Regions from separate parts of the Hordeum vulgare genome. Here region 1 is linked to region 2. The links are chromatin contacts, called in public Hi-C maps. All regions are on one chromosome and are shown on one strand. The core of a region is the stretch at or near the end of the contact, and the rest is flanking DNA. Distances in the headings are between cores, read along the strand shown.

Region 1 (4,106 bases), core at 522-3,021, 420 kb before region 2:
CAGAGGAGCCAGATCTACCTGTTCGGTTAATGCAGCATCTCTATGTGTTGATGCTCCATTCCTGTGCGCAAGTATTGATCGTGGTCTTGTTGGGGCTCTTGCAAAATTACAACTGCTCAGCAAATTCTGACAACCATCATGCAAATTATTTTCAACGCTTGATCCCTTCTCATCCAAGCTCTTGTCATGTTCAGACTTCTCGTCCATAATACTACCATCATCAGGCTTGTCATCTGAGGGCAACGGTGAATGATCTATCTCTCCCTCCTCAACAACACCAGAAGAAGCATTATTATGAATACTCTCACTGTTGATCCCTTTCTCAACGACCTCCGAATCAGACACCTTACTATCCTCCTCCATTTTATTAGCCTCATTCTCATTCTGCATCCCTTGCACGGCATCAGCATCCTTCCTGACATTACTGTTAGAGCTCACCTTTGAGCCAGTATCCTCCAACTCCGACTCCCCCACAGCCTCCACCTTTGATGTCTGTCTCTCTCCGGCCACGCCGGAGATGCTACTCCCAACCTCATCGATCCCAGCACTCACTCGCCGGTCCCTCCTATACACAGGAGCCCTATCTTCCTCGTCATCATCACCATAATTCCGGCTATCCAGATAATCCCTACTCCTCTCCCTGTCCCGGCCCCACTCTGAATTCCTGTTGTAAGCCCCAAACTTCCTCTTCCCCCTCCCATTGTAGTTACCATTGTCACCGCCATTGTAATCACCACCATGGTTCCGGCGCGAGCGGGGGTTAGGATTACCGTACTCGTCGTCAAGACGCTGCCGGCCGTTCCGGCGGGACTCGTAGAACGCGGGGGCTTCCTGAGCCTGCGGCAAAGGAGGCGCGGGCGGCATCTGGCCCCATCCAACACCAGCGCCACCGCCTCGCTGCAGCGATGCCGGCGGGAGCACGCCTTTGGCCACCAGGTACTCGGCGGCGAGGCGTCCCGCCTCCATGAGCACCTCGTACCTGTGCCGCGCGGGCGCAACCGCCTGAATGGAGGGCGGCGGCGGAGGTGGCGGCGGCTGGTAGAAGTGCTTGTGGCCGCGGCCGCCGCGCGCGAAGGGCGGCACGCGGCTGCGGCCGCCGCCGTGCTGCGGGTAGTTCATCCGGGGGTGGTCGAATCGGTGCGGCTGCAGGCTGACGCCCTGCTGCTGCTGCTGCCCCCGATCCATCCGCAGATGCAACACGACAGAGACCACGCAACCGTAGAGAAATGCGAGAAATCGCGCGCGCGGGCGAACCGGAGGAGGGAGGGCGGAGGCTCACGGGCGGACGACGGCGGCGGCGGGGCGCCGGGCCATCGATCGGGAGCCGGCGAGATTTGGGGCCTCCGAGGCCGGAGCTGCGCTTTCCGTTTCGCGACGAAAAGGAGGGAAAAAAAATAGTGCGAGGATAATTTGCTTGCAGCTGCAGGTGGAGAGGGGAAATGATTTACGAGTCAAACGAGAAGCTCTGATTCGTTTTGCTGTTTGGACGGTCGTTTCGGCTTGGGGTTGGGGTTGGTTTCTGGAGGGGTGCGTGCACACGTGGATCGGCGAGTTGTTGACACGGTGACACGTGGGTCCCGGTGACGTTTCGTGGGCCATGCGCCCCGGCTCTTGGTTAGGTTGGCCACGCTCATGGGGCCGACGGTGACGGTGGGTGGGCGAGAGAAAGAGATGTTGTTAATCCCTTTGATTATTCATGGGATGGGAAAGAATGGAATATCTCGTGCGAGAATTCATTCGAGTAGTAGTAGTATTTCTGGTGGTATTCCCGCGAAGCGAAGGCTCCCGGAAATGAGTTCCAACGGACCGCGTGCTGCGTGTGCGTCTCGTAAGTTTCCACCCACCACGTTCTCCGCCACGACTCCTCCCGGCTCTCAAACTCCCCAAACCAAATCATGGCCGCCGCGGCCTCACGGCACCTCTGCTGCGCCACGGCGCTGCTGTCTCCCTCCGCCGCCGCGGCGCCCATCCGCCGGAGGGTTGGCTACGGCTACGGCTACGGCTCCTCCTCCACCCGCCGGTGGCCGTGCCGCCGGTGGGCCCACGGGCCGGACGCCGCGTCCCGGATCCGGCGCCCGACGACTGGCTCGAGCACAGCCAGGGTGAGCTGTGCCTACTCTACTGGCGGTAAGGGCTTCCTCGCTGAGTGATCCCCGTTTTAAGCTTCAGTTAGTGGGCTCGTTAACCGCTAGCTCCATTTCCGTTTCACTCGGACGTCAGCCATGTCTTCGTTCCTCATATGTCATATGATTGATTGCTAGTCCTTGGTGAAACGGAAATGGAACAAGCGGTTAACGAGCCCACGAACTGTGTTTGCTGCTACAAGATACGGAGTAGAAGGGTGGATCATATGATTAAGTTCAGGCCACTAGACTATATATGTTGCGAAGTTGAACCGTGTGCCTGGCAATTCCAATTCCTCGCTGTAAAATTGAATTTATATGCTAATACTTACTAGTCTAATGTGTACTATGCAGGAAAATGCAGCCCCATGTTCACTTCTTAGATTACTTGTTCCGTTAATAAACGTAGTGAGAAGTAGTACCAGTAGGCATTGTAATTTGTACGCCTAGCCCTATTGTGTTATTTGGCTGACCTACGCATTTTATCTAGTCCTATGTCATGGCTCTCTCGCTCACCATCATGGCACTGTCAGACTGTCAGTTCGCACAAGCTGCGCTGTTGCGTAAATCCTTCTCTTTCAGAATATAAGAAGAACCAATTAGCTTAGTTAATCTTTGTGATTCACCTCACTGAATACTAGTAGCTACCTACACACTTCTTTCACGTGTTCGGTTTTCTGAAATCTGTTGTAATTAACTTCATCTGTTTTGAGTTTTTTTTGTGAACTTAGTCTGCATACGTAGAGAAGTTGTAACAGTAGTGTTCTTTCCATTTGTACAGCTGAAGCAATCACTGCATGTTCCTGGAACCAAAATGTTATCTGCAGTGATGTGCCTGTGCTTGTGGAGTTTTGGGCCTCATGGTGTGGACCTTGTAAAATGGTCCATCGAATTGTCGACGAGATTGCAAACGAATACGATGGAAGGATAAAATGCTATAAGCTTGACACTGATGATTACCCACAAACTGCAACTTCCTACAATATCGAGAGGGTTCCGACCGTTTTACTGTTCAAGGATGGAGAGAAAATACATAGTATTACTGGAACTCTGCCAAAAGCCGTCTATGTGAGGGCCATTGAGAATTCTTTCTTGGAACAGTGACCATTTTGGTTACGATGTTATATTGCTACTTGGTCCAGATTCATATTCCCATATACTTGATTTTTCACTGCCAGCTAGTGGAAAGAGTAGGGAAGGTAAAGTTGGGCTTACAACTTGAGCTTCTTGTTATCCCTTAGCTACACAACTTACTGTAAATATTGATGTACTGCTGAAAAAGGATTGTTGGACCTCTTTATTTTTCCTTGAGGGCTGTAATGAATCATGACTTTTATCATTGATGTGAAACAGGGTCAAATATTTAAGGCCCTTAGAAATATCTTGCTAAATGAAGTGAAATTAAGATTTTTTGTTATACTTTACATTATGTGCCTCACATTTATATCTGTTTTTCTTCTTCTTTTTCACCCCTTGTGTATTAAATTTTTCGTGCTATTTTTCAGAGCTAGAGTAAATACTTAATCATTTAATTACTGTATACAGAAGCATCTAAGATCTAGCCTGTTGAAGTTTATCTTCTGAAAAGGTTTGTTCTGTTATGTTAGTGCAATTATTGTTGTTTCTGTGGGGCTGCTAAGACTGAGCTAATTGTCCCAGGTAACTCTTCAAGGCATATTTTATTAAACCTTGTGCTCCTATTATTTATTGTCTCTAATCTGCAATATCATCTAGTCTCAACAGGTTAACTTTGGTTATCATGAAGAACTTCTTTTTTATTACCCTTTAGCTTGCCTAGGATGTAATTTTTAGCTCTCCTTGGGCTGACAAAGAAGAACTGCACACTAAGGTAAAAGCTGTCAAAGAAAAAGATTTTAGAATTAGGTGCAGGAGTATTGGTAAGTACTTTGGCAGGCGGTATCAACAGTCTGGTGCCATGGATTTTTAATCTTTCCATGCTGAGGACTAGTGCATAGCAAGTGG
Region 2 (3,986 bases), core at 821-3,320:
TGAAGAGCACTCAGCCCCTGAACACTAAAAAAGCAGCCCGCTGTATCAAGAGTAGATATGTTCCCTTGACTCACAAAAGCAACAAAGGCAGCATCACGACAGGTATTCAATGTGACATTATCTTGTTCTCCCACAAGATGGCGGAGGTATGACAAACCAGAATTTAAGCATTTCTTGCAGCTAACGTCATCTGGAAGTGAGGTTGCACAATTTCTAGTCACGTCACTGAAATTCGGGGACTTTAACATTTGGAGGATAGTAGTCATCCCAACACACTGATAGGACGCCTGAATCTTGATCCCAAGGCCACAAAATGAAGCTGCGGTCGGAAGTATCCCATTGGACACGAAGGTGTCTGAGATATTGCTAATACATGCATCGGCAAGTTCAGATGGAACACCAAGAGTGCCTGTTCTGTTCGCATACATTGCAGATGAGACCGCGAGGACGGCATTGATATAGCGGCAACACTTTGAGTGTCCATTCTGATCCGAGCATACAGAAGCTATCAGCGCAAAGTTCGGCCAACTGAAATCCAACGGACAATCTGCACGATCAAACAACAAACATGAGTACCGACGCAAATATGTAGATACATGATTGGCTGGCCTATAATCATAAACTTTTGAAAGAGGAGACTCGTCATTCTGTATCTTTGCTAAATTTCGCAAAACAGATGTCACACTCACACAGAAAGAGCAAAATGTGTAATTGATGTAGTACAGCAAGCCAACACTTATGCTCACTGTGCTCGTATCTAGCAGAAGTGAAGTTAACACCATTGGGAACAGGCCACATGACCAGCAGTCCAGCACTAGCTGGGTACGTGCCTAATGGATTGCCTGTCATAAATTTCATATCCATATTTCTCTCATTAGATCAGAACCGCTACGAAAACGAATATAGAGTATTTGATGGTACACTCTAGGGTCTAGGCTAGCACATATAAGCGAAAAAACAACCCATGTGCACGTGAGGAACATCAGGCAAATCAAAAATATCTCGTGACATTATCAGCGGTTCAGTAACGCCAAATGGCAGGACGGAAATCCTCACGGACAGCCAAGTCCAACGGCTATTGAAATCCAAGAGCCATGAAAGTCCATCGGCCCAGTCGTACGTGTACAGCGATCCCATTAGGTAAGCGAATTGAATGGCCTGAGGAAGGACTCCAACGCGATGGGGAGTGAGCAGAGGCGGTCCCTCCCTGCTCCCCTTGCCAACTACACTGCGTCTACAGAAGAACTGAAGAAGGCAGGCGAAAAATGCGCCCCGTACCAGTCGTGCTTAGGGATTGTTCCCGGGCTAAGTGACTCCATCTCGCACCTAAAAATGCCTTCTGTTCGCGTTCGCCTCTCCTAAAAATGCCCTACTCCTGCAGGTACTGTACTAATGATATTCTGGGCTGAATCATTAGAGAAAACTGAAAGGCGTTAGGGACTACTCATCGGATGGGCGTCGGAAGGGGAGAAATCGAAAACAATGATTGAGCGAAGCGTGCCCGCAGCCGTCGCCGTCGCCGTCACCATCGCCGACCGATCCCCTCGAACCCGCCCCAGATACCAAATGCAGCTAATGCTGCTCCGCCACTGGAGCGGAGTGGGCTTCGACCAGTTGCTAGAGACGGGAACAGGTGAAGATATTACATGGGGCGGCGAGAAGGGTTTACCTGCCGCGATCGCCGCGGGCGGAAGCGGGGCCAGGAGCGCGACGGCGGCGGCCAGCGCCGCGCAGAGGAGCGGCCCTGGACGCCGCATCCGGGGGCCGGCGGCGCGGCACAGGCCTCGTATCGGCCGCGGCGAGGGATGAACAGGAGCGGAAAGGTGTGGGGTTTGTCCGGGGAGGGGAGGGGAGGGCGAGGAAGGAAGGAATGGGATGCCAGGCTGACGCTGCCCCGACGCCAACCCAATATGCTCTGAGCTTGTGTTGCTGCGAGCCTGCGACTGCGGCCGCCGCTTTTCTTCTTTGCTTTGCGGGTCGCAGCGCGGCGCCTTTTTTCTACTACCCGCGCCTGGGAGAGTGGGCGGGGGGCTTCGGGATGGGCTCCCTCCCGGTCACGGGCAACTGCGAATGCGAGCGACGCGGAGGATTTGGGGAGTCCGCTGCGCCTCCGCGGACCACGGGTGGGGTGCACATGGCGCGGTACTCTGACCCTCACCGGCCCAGGCGACCAAGCAAACCCCGACGCCGTATCCAAGGACCTGTACTGTGCGGGTGTGCATCGTTCGTGTCCTTTTGTGGCCGATGACCTGGTGAGCCCCAGATGCTTGCGGTCGATCACCCTCCAACTTGAGGTGAGGTGAGGGCCCTCGACGGTGGCCATTGAAACCATCCATGCACAAATCGATGGCGTGAACCAAAAAATCTCAGAATGATAAGTGTTACACGACTCACACAAAGCAAGTTGATCGAGACACCCCATCATCACGCATCTTAGGGCATCTTCAATCGTAACTTGTAAATTTGTTTTCGTATCCGTTCACAAACATGGATGTAAAAGTCCACCAAACAACCGTAGTCACATAAATTTCTAACATCATTCAAACTAACCAGTCGAATTCGTGCAAATAGGTCGATTATCAAAGTTTAGATAGAAAATAGCACAAACTATTCTACATAGAATGCAAAATCAGTTTAGTACATCAATGTCACAGATTCGACTAGATTAATCGGGCGTTCAATACGTTTTTCATCAACCGATCATCCCCTCCCACACATAACACCCCCCCCCCACCTCAGCAAATATGTAAATATCCGTCCCTCTGTCCTGTGATACACCACAGCAGCATGTGCATGCTACATAATGTATGAACCAACATTGAATGAATGAATCGTTTAACAAGTTAACAAGTTAAGCAAGAGGAAGCAAAACTCGCGAGCTCATCCTGTGCCGCATGCAACGGCCAATTTGCCTCCAACTCATGAATCACGTTAAAAGACTTGCAACGCTGTTGTGGACAGCGTACCAGCGATGCGACATGACCTCACACTGCGTGCTTGAAATATGTACATATCGTAGGGCGTAATGTGCTTTTCAGAAGTGAAACAATTCATGCACCTGCTGTTATAAGGTCTCCCTTGTGCTCGTGCCTTTGAATTCCATGGATACGTCCAACCACACATCACACAACAACTCATCCTTCAAGCTCGAGTAGCTCACCATCCTTCGCACTCTAAAAACAACATGGTGTTCGAAAATAAGCTCAATGGCATTTCATCAAACACGTGTGGGGCGTGGTATCCGCAATAGAGGGCGGCAGAGTATACCTAGGTACAAACGACTCCAGGATGGGCAGCGGTCACAGAGGCGAGGAGGCGCCTCTGTGCTGGTGCAATTGCGGACGTCCGGCAATGCCTCTGTGGCAGCTGGAGACGTACAACAGCGGCATCGGAGGTGAAGGCTGCGGATGCAAAGCAAGGAGGAGAAGCGACGGAGTTGAAGGAAAATGGGACGGGGAGGGGTGATTGGGTGGATCGGGGGTGTCGAAATCCACTATCGCATGTCCAGACTCCCATAAAGCCTCACTCGTTGCCTTCAATTTGCGGGAAGAAGTACGTCTGAATCGTCGTGCACACCTATACAGGGTCGCGTTAGATGGCTTCCATGGTTCGGCTGTATGCAGGCGGTTTGTGAGTCGCCTTTGGAGATACCCTTACCACATTATCGCATGCATGCATACACTAAAGTTGTCATAGTGTTTACACTAAAGTTCCCATGATATGTTTTCAATATTTAAAGCTACCCATGAAAATCTCTTCTTTTTTAGCCATGTCGAATAAACATGTGTTGCCAGGCCAAGTTTTGGAATTTTATTTGTGAACCATTGCAAATTTACTTCATGGATCATGGAAATTCTTTACCAATTCACCATGGAAAATTATATTAATTGACCATGATAGTTTATGGTTCATGTAAATTTTGAGTCATTGATCATGCATTTTAAATATGTAGTTAATGATGGGTTTATTTTTAATTATGGACCATC

What was found. A called contact is a pair of places that touch in the nucleus more often than the background predicts.
Region 1: a Hi-C map of seedling shows a contact between it and region 2, with 3 times the contacts expected there. The contact joins the promoter of LOC123426736 here to the promoter of LOC123426733 in region 2. A contact is called at or near these places in 1 of 6 Hi-C or Micro-C datasets (seedling) and 1 of 1 datasets of contacts at active chromatin or transcription factors (embryo).

The regions. Positions count from the first base shown.
Region 1 is chr2H:477,300,549-477,304,654 of MorexV3_pseudomolecules_assembly, reverse strand. It overlaps LOC123426736 (thioredoxin M3, chloroplastic-like), which reads left to right and starts at 1,771. Exons shown (of 4, transcript XR_006622313.1): 1 at 1,771-2,127; 2 at 2,905-4,106. LOC123426735 reads right to left here and starts at 1,459. Exons shown (of 4, transcript XM_045110611.1): 1 at 1-1,459. The coding sequence starts at 1,185.
Region 2 is chr2H:476,882,220-476,886,205 of MorexV3_pseudomolecules_assembly, reverse strand. LOC123426733 (probable receptor-like protein kinase At1g49730) reads right to left here and starts at 2,070. Exons shown (of 9, transcript XM_045110609.1): 1 at 1,670-2,070; 2 at 158-547. The coding sequence starts at 1,757.